2 separate regions of the Ovis aries genome follow, and region 1 is linked to region 2. A link is a contact called in public Hi-C data. All regions are on one chromosome and are shown on one strand. Each heading gives the region's core, a stretch centred on a gene start, on an enhancer-like site or on the middle of the called end of the contact. The rest is flanking DNA. Distances are from core to core; before and after follow the strand shown. Region 1 holds the start of UROD (uroporphyrinogen decarboxylase). Region 2 holds the start of BTBD19 (BTB domain containing 19).

Evidence for each region. A called contact is a pair of places that touch in the nucleus more often than the background predicts.
Region 1: a Hi-C map of mixed tissues shows a contact between it and region 2, with 4 times the contacts expected there. The contact joins the promoter of UROD here to the promoter of BTBD19 in region 2. A contact is called at or near these places in 7 of 16 Hi-C or Micro-C datasets (blood, hypothalamus, liver and 2 more).

Annotation. Positions count from the first base shown.
Region 1 is chr1:19,662,582-19,665,281 of ARS-UI_Ramb_v3.0, forward strand. It overlaps UROD (uroporphyrinogen decarboxylase), which reads left to right and starts at 1,446. Exons shown (of 10, transcript NM_001012341.1): 1 at 1,446-1,479; 2 at 2,167-2,279; 3 at 2,401-2,480; 4 at 2,556-2,618. The coding sequence starts at 1,460.
Region 2 is chr1:19,488,857-19,491,624 of ARS-UI_Ramb_v3.0, forward strand. BTBD19 (BTB domain containing 19) reads left to right here and starts at 1,252. Exons shown (of 8, transcript XM_042240077.1): 1 at 1,252-1,618. The coding sequence starts at 1,533. It overlaps DYNLT4 (dynein light chain Tctex-type 4), which reads right to left and starts at 104. Exons shown (of 3, transcript XM_027969146.3): 1 at 55-104.

The sequences.
Region 1 (2,700 bases), core at 196-2,695, 170 kb after region 2:
ATAATCACGGAGGAAAAGGAAAATTTGTCCCACCCCCACCCTTGTTTATTGAAAAGTTTACTGAGATGTAACTCATATCATATAAAGTGTACAAATCACTGTTTTTTAAATATAACATAAATTTTTAATAGTAAATAATAACAAATTTTGCAATCTTGGCCGTTTTTTTAAAGTGTACAATTATCTATTTCCAAAACTTTTTTGTCACCCCAAACAGGAAACTCTGTATCCTTAAGCAATAACTCCTCCTTGTCCCCACTCCCTAGTCCCTGGGGACTAATCTGCTAAAGCTCTAATCTACTTTTTGCCTCTATGAATTTGCCTATTCTAGATATTTCATGTAAGTGGAATGATACAGTATTTGCCATTTTGTGTCTTATTTCACTCAGCATAATGTTACAACAATGTTGTTGCATGTATCAGGATTTTATTTTTATGGCTGAATAATGTTCCATTGTATAAATACACTACATTTTGTTTATCCATTCATTGTTGAGGGACACTTGGGTGGAAACTTTGTTTTGATGTAGTTATCAAATAAAGGTATCAGGAAATAAATAATCCCATGTAATTTTGAGAGTTTTCCACTTTTTTCTCAGTAAGTTGGGAACACAGTGCCTCTCTTCTGATTTCTCCAAGCTATTTGTACCCTGTCACACTACTACAAGATAAAGTGAATACGTGCATTTAACAAAGGCCTGCATGAGCTGAACTCTGTGGATAGTTCCAGATTATTTAAATCCACTAGCTTGATATCCTGTTTTCCATTAACCCAATTGCTGTTTTGCATCTTCTCTTTGCACATGCTGTTTCCTTTGCTTGTAATATCCCATTGCCTTCCCCAATTAAATGGAGTCCTTGCTACTTGCGTCTAGCTTTTTCCTTTTAAAACATTTACCATTGTGATTGCTGATTTCTGTTTCCTCATCAGTCTGTAGCTCCTTAGAGGAAGAAAATGCCGTGTTCACTACTGTAACCTTTGCACCTACTATAGTGCCCGCCTCTTTCTAGGTAATATTTAATTATTTCAGTTTCCTGTACAACTTTGTTCTACCACAGTTGTGGCTGGTTGAGCCCGGCATAAAATTATTAGAATCGTGGAGAGTGGGAGTGAAAAGTGAGCCTTGGGCCGAGTTTTCTGGGATTCCCAGGCCGTCAGAGGAGAGCAAACTCCTCACACCATGCAAAGTGTATTTACAGCAAAGTTCTTTCGGGGGGTGGGGATGGATGTGTGTTTGTTGTTGCGTCGCTACAGCTGACTTTACGGTGAAGAGACTAGGGGTGGGGTCCTACCGGCAGCCGCTGGGGCAGCCCAGGAGCGGTAGCGGGAGTCTGATCATGTGACCTTCAATATGGCGACTGCCCTGGTTCATCCCTGGAAGAGGCGGAGCCTGGGCAGAGGGCAGGCTCAGATTCAGTCTATAACGGGGACTGTGCTCGCGTTTACCGACAGCTTATCATGGAGGCGAAAGAGTCTAGGTGAGTTCCCTGGACCACCACGCAGTGTGGTCATAGGGGCTTCTGACCTGAATCTTCCAGCCTAGGAATCTGTTCCTATACCCTTCTTCCCCAGTCCGGAGAACCCAAGTCGCTGGGATTCCAAATCCTCCAACCATGGATTCTTAAAATATTCATCCCAGGGACTACCTAGCTGGACTGCGTACCCCAGACCTTAATTTAGGATACGCCCCCAGGACTTTCTAATCCTCAACTAAGATCCCCATTTCGGACTTCCATCTCTGATTCCCCCATGACTACCCGCCCCCGCCTGGAGATTTTTCAGCCCCAAAACCTTCCAGCCCTGGAACTAGCCCATGGATACCCTTGTTCGAGAGACATGCTCTCCCCCCACCAGTTCTCCTAAGTGAGTTTTCGTCTCCTCACCCCCACTCTCCTAGTCCTGCCAGTGGGAAGGGGAAAACTGGGGAGGCTGGGGAAACTGGGACTATGCGTAGGGTAAAGGCCCCAGCACCGGCCCTTCTAGTCCTGTACACCACCTGATAGGCAGAGAGAGGGCAGAATCGGCGGGGAGGCGCAGCTTGGTAGCTGGTCTGGAGAAGGCAGATAGCGGTGCTGGATGGACTGTATCCGCCTTTAGAACCCAAGCCCTGCCCAACCCCCAGCCTAGTTTACTGAGACCTACCCTTCCCTCCTCTTGATCCCCAGACCTCAGGGTTTTCCGGAACTTAAGAATGACACCTTCCTGCGAGCAGCCTGGGGAGAAGAAACAGACTACACTCCTGTTTGGTGCATGCGGCAGGCAGGACGCTACTTACCAGGTCAGGGTCAGGGCCTCGGAGTCTAGGTAAAACTCTGGAGAGTGAAAAGTTTTGGAGGGGCAGAGAAGGGCTCTTGGAGGTTCCCTAAGGCTGAGCCCTGCCTTACCTTTTCTGTCTGCAGAGTTTAGGGAAACTCGGGCTGCCCAGGACTTTTTCAGCACCTGTCGCTCCCCAGAAGCCTGCTGTGAACTTACCCTGCAGGTGAGAGGTCGACAAAAGAGGAGGGATTTATGTCCTCCGCAGGCCACCTAGCAATCTGTGTTCTGTTCCCTATAGCCACTGCGTCGCTTCCCTCTGGATGCTGCCATCATCTTCTCCGACATCCTTGTCGTACCCCAGGTACCTGCTCAGATCTGACTCAAACGTATAAAACAGAAAGGACAGTCAAGGCTCAAGAAAAGCATTTACCCTTACGGGACAG
Region 2 (2,768 bases), core at 2-2,501:
CTCCGGAGTCAGTTCTGGGATGGCTGCCCTCTCTTCCCCAAACTCCTTAGGCACCTGAGCCACCTGTGTCCTCCAGGCGCTCTCCTAACAGCCCTTGCCCAACTGGCCTGACTGGCAGGTAGGAGGGTAAGGGCCCCTTGCCTGTGTTGTGGAGTTGCCCTGGGTTGCTGGGCAAGCACTCACTCCTCTTCCTGGTTCCCTCTCACCAGTCCTGGCTCTGGCTTAACCTGGGAGTGTTACTGTAAGCACCTGTTGATTGAATGCCTGGTGGCTGAGTCATCAGGGGAAGGGGATCAACAGGGGGTTAGAGCCTAAGGGCATACAAGTGTGAGTGAAGGGGCAGATGTAGAGGGGGCTCTGGTCAGAAAGGTGTCCCCCTACCCCAGGGCTCTTGAGCCACTGTCCATCTCTGCCCTTGTGAAGGCTGGCTCTCTACTTGTGAGCAAGTCGCAGAGGCCTGGGATATGGAGAAACCCTGAGGTTGCTGGGGTGGCTGCTCAGGAATCAGGATCCGGGCCTACAGGAAGGAGCACGTCATGGCCCTATCGTCTCCCCATCAGCCTCAATTAGGACAAACATTTCCGTTCCTTGTATACAGCTAGGGTGGGGCTTGGATGACTTCCTCAGTTCTCGGCTGGGGGAGGGGGAAGGGAGACCCATTGGAACTCAGATCTGATGCAACAGTGGTGACTTCACTCCTCAGTGAGTCCTGCTGACCTAACTTAAGTGTCCTGGGCCTAGTCACCCGCTGTCCACACCTCTTGTGTGCCCTAGTGCCCAGACTGCCCCCACTCGCACTGTGGTTGTACTTCAGGGACGCCAGAGCCCATGATGCCTCTGTCAGTGTTGACACCTCCTCACCTGAACCCTCTCTGGGAGGCCCAGGACTGCCACCTCCCAAACAAGCCAGCTCTGGACCTTGAAAATGGTCCATGGGGACAAGGACTTTCCCTGTTGATGGGAGTTCTTCAGGTCCGCTTAACCTGTATGCTTGTAGGGGGAGGGGAGAGAGGGGAAGGAAGTTTGAACTCTGAACTCCGGACAGGCAGGGACCAGGATGCTAAGACCCCCCAACTCTGCTTAGGGCCCCTCTAGGGCTGAAGTTTTCCCTGGGCCTGTGGGAGCTGGGCGGGGCCTCCTCTCTGGCCCGGCTCTAGTTTCCGTGGAAACCCACAGGCTTCCCACCCCAGCGCTGCCTGGGCAGGCTCCCAGCTGGGGCCTCATCAGCAGCCAGCCTCTCCTCCCTAGTCCAGTCTGCTCCACCTCGGCCTCTCTTGGTCCCCTCCCCGAGTCCCCAAGCCTCTGGCCTCTTCCACTGGCCTCTGATGCCTTCTGGGCCTCTCCTGCCTCATTCCTAAACTTTAGCTTCTCAGCAAACAGGCCTCTGGATCTCTTGCCCCTCCCTCTCAGGCCTTTCTAGCTCTTCACCAGCTCTAGGGCTCAGCCTGGCCTCTGCTCCTTCCACGTACTGTCTCTCCCACACATAACAAGCCTCCTAGGCTATTCCACCTGCTTAGCCCCCTGCCCCACCCATGGAGACCCCAGGACTGGTTGTGCATGGGGAGGCTGAGCCTTTTTCCACAGCACTCCGGAGCCTCATCAACAACCCCTTATACAGGTGAGAGGGGCGCCTGTCTGTGGGTTTTCCGTAACTGGCTCTGCTGGGACCCATGACTCTGAGGAATCTCTGAGTACAGAGGAAGTGGAGAATTAGGACTTGACCCTTCTCCCGGGTGAACTCAGCCTGGGGAAGTGGAGTGTAGAGGATGGCTACTGATCACGCAGTGTCTGTGATAGCCTGAGAGCCAGAGGTGGGGGCAGTGGGGACTAGAGCTCAGAGCAGCTATGTGACTTCAGGGAAAGGCCTTCCTTTTTTGGACCTTGGGCTCCTGGCAGAGAAAAGCCCTCTGCCCTCTGGATCCTGAGAAGTGGAGTGTAACTTGAGTGCCTCCCTGGGGAGGCAGAGGAACAGACAATCCTATTCTGGGGACTGAGGACTTGTAAGGGGAACAAAGCTCAAGAGACTGAGCCAGAGTCGCAGACAGAAGTAGTTCACATGTACTGCCTGGGGCTTACTGCCTGTAGTGTCTAACCGGGGACCAAGCACAGGGCAGGGCCGGTCAGAAGAACCAGAATGCAGCTTTCTGTCTCCACTGCTTCAGAGCTGGGGTCCTCCCACAGGTTGGCAATTTCTGTAACCCTACTGTTTTGGGTGTCACAGTCTGGTCTGAGCAGTAGACCCCCCCCCACCGGCCCCCCAGGCCTTGGACGTGAGCCTAGAAGGCTCCAGGAAGCTCAGGCTTCATCATCTGTCCCTTACCCGCTGTGCTGTTCAGAGGCCCAGCAGCTGGGGCCGGAAGTATCATGAAAATGGAAAATGTGGTCTGGCTCATGATAGTGTATCACTGACGTGTCTGTTTGCAGTCAGTGCCCTCCACACCCTCCTCCTCCCCCCTCCTGTCTGGAGGAGGCTGAAAAAGCTGAGTTTGCAGTCTGGAGGAGAAGCCAAAAAGAGTTTCCCTTCACCAGAGTCACAGGCTGGGGAGGAGAGGGACATTGGGATTGATCTTGTATCAGCCCTGGTGCCCCCTCAGTGATCAAACATAGCCACCTAATGTTAGCCACCCTAGGGTTTGGGATGAGCATCTTATTTCAGGGATGAGAAACCTGAGAGGCAGTAGGTCAGAAATCTCTTCCCTAGGCTTCGCTGGCCTAGCTGGAGCTGTGATTAGAACCAGGCCTGTGTGACCCAGACTTTTTGCTAGAGG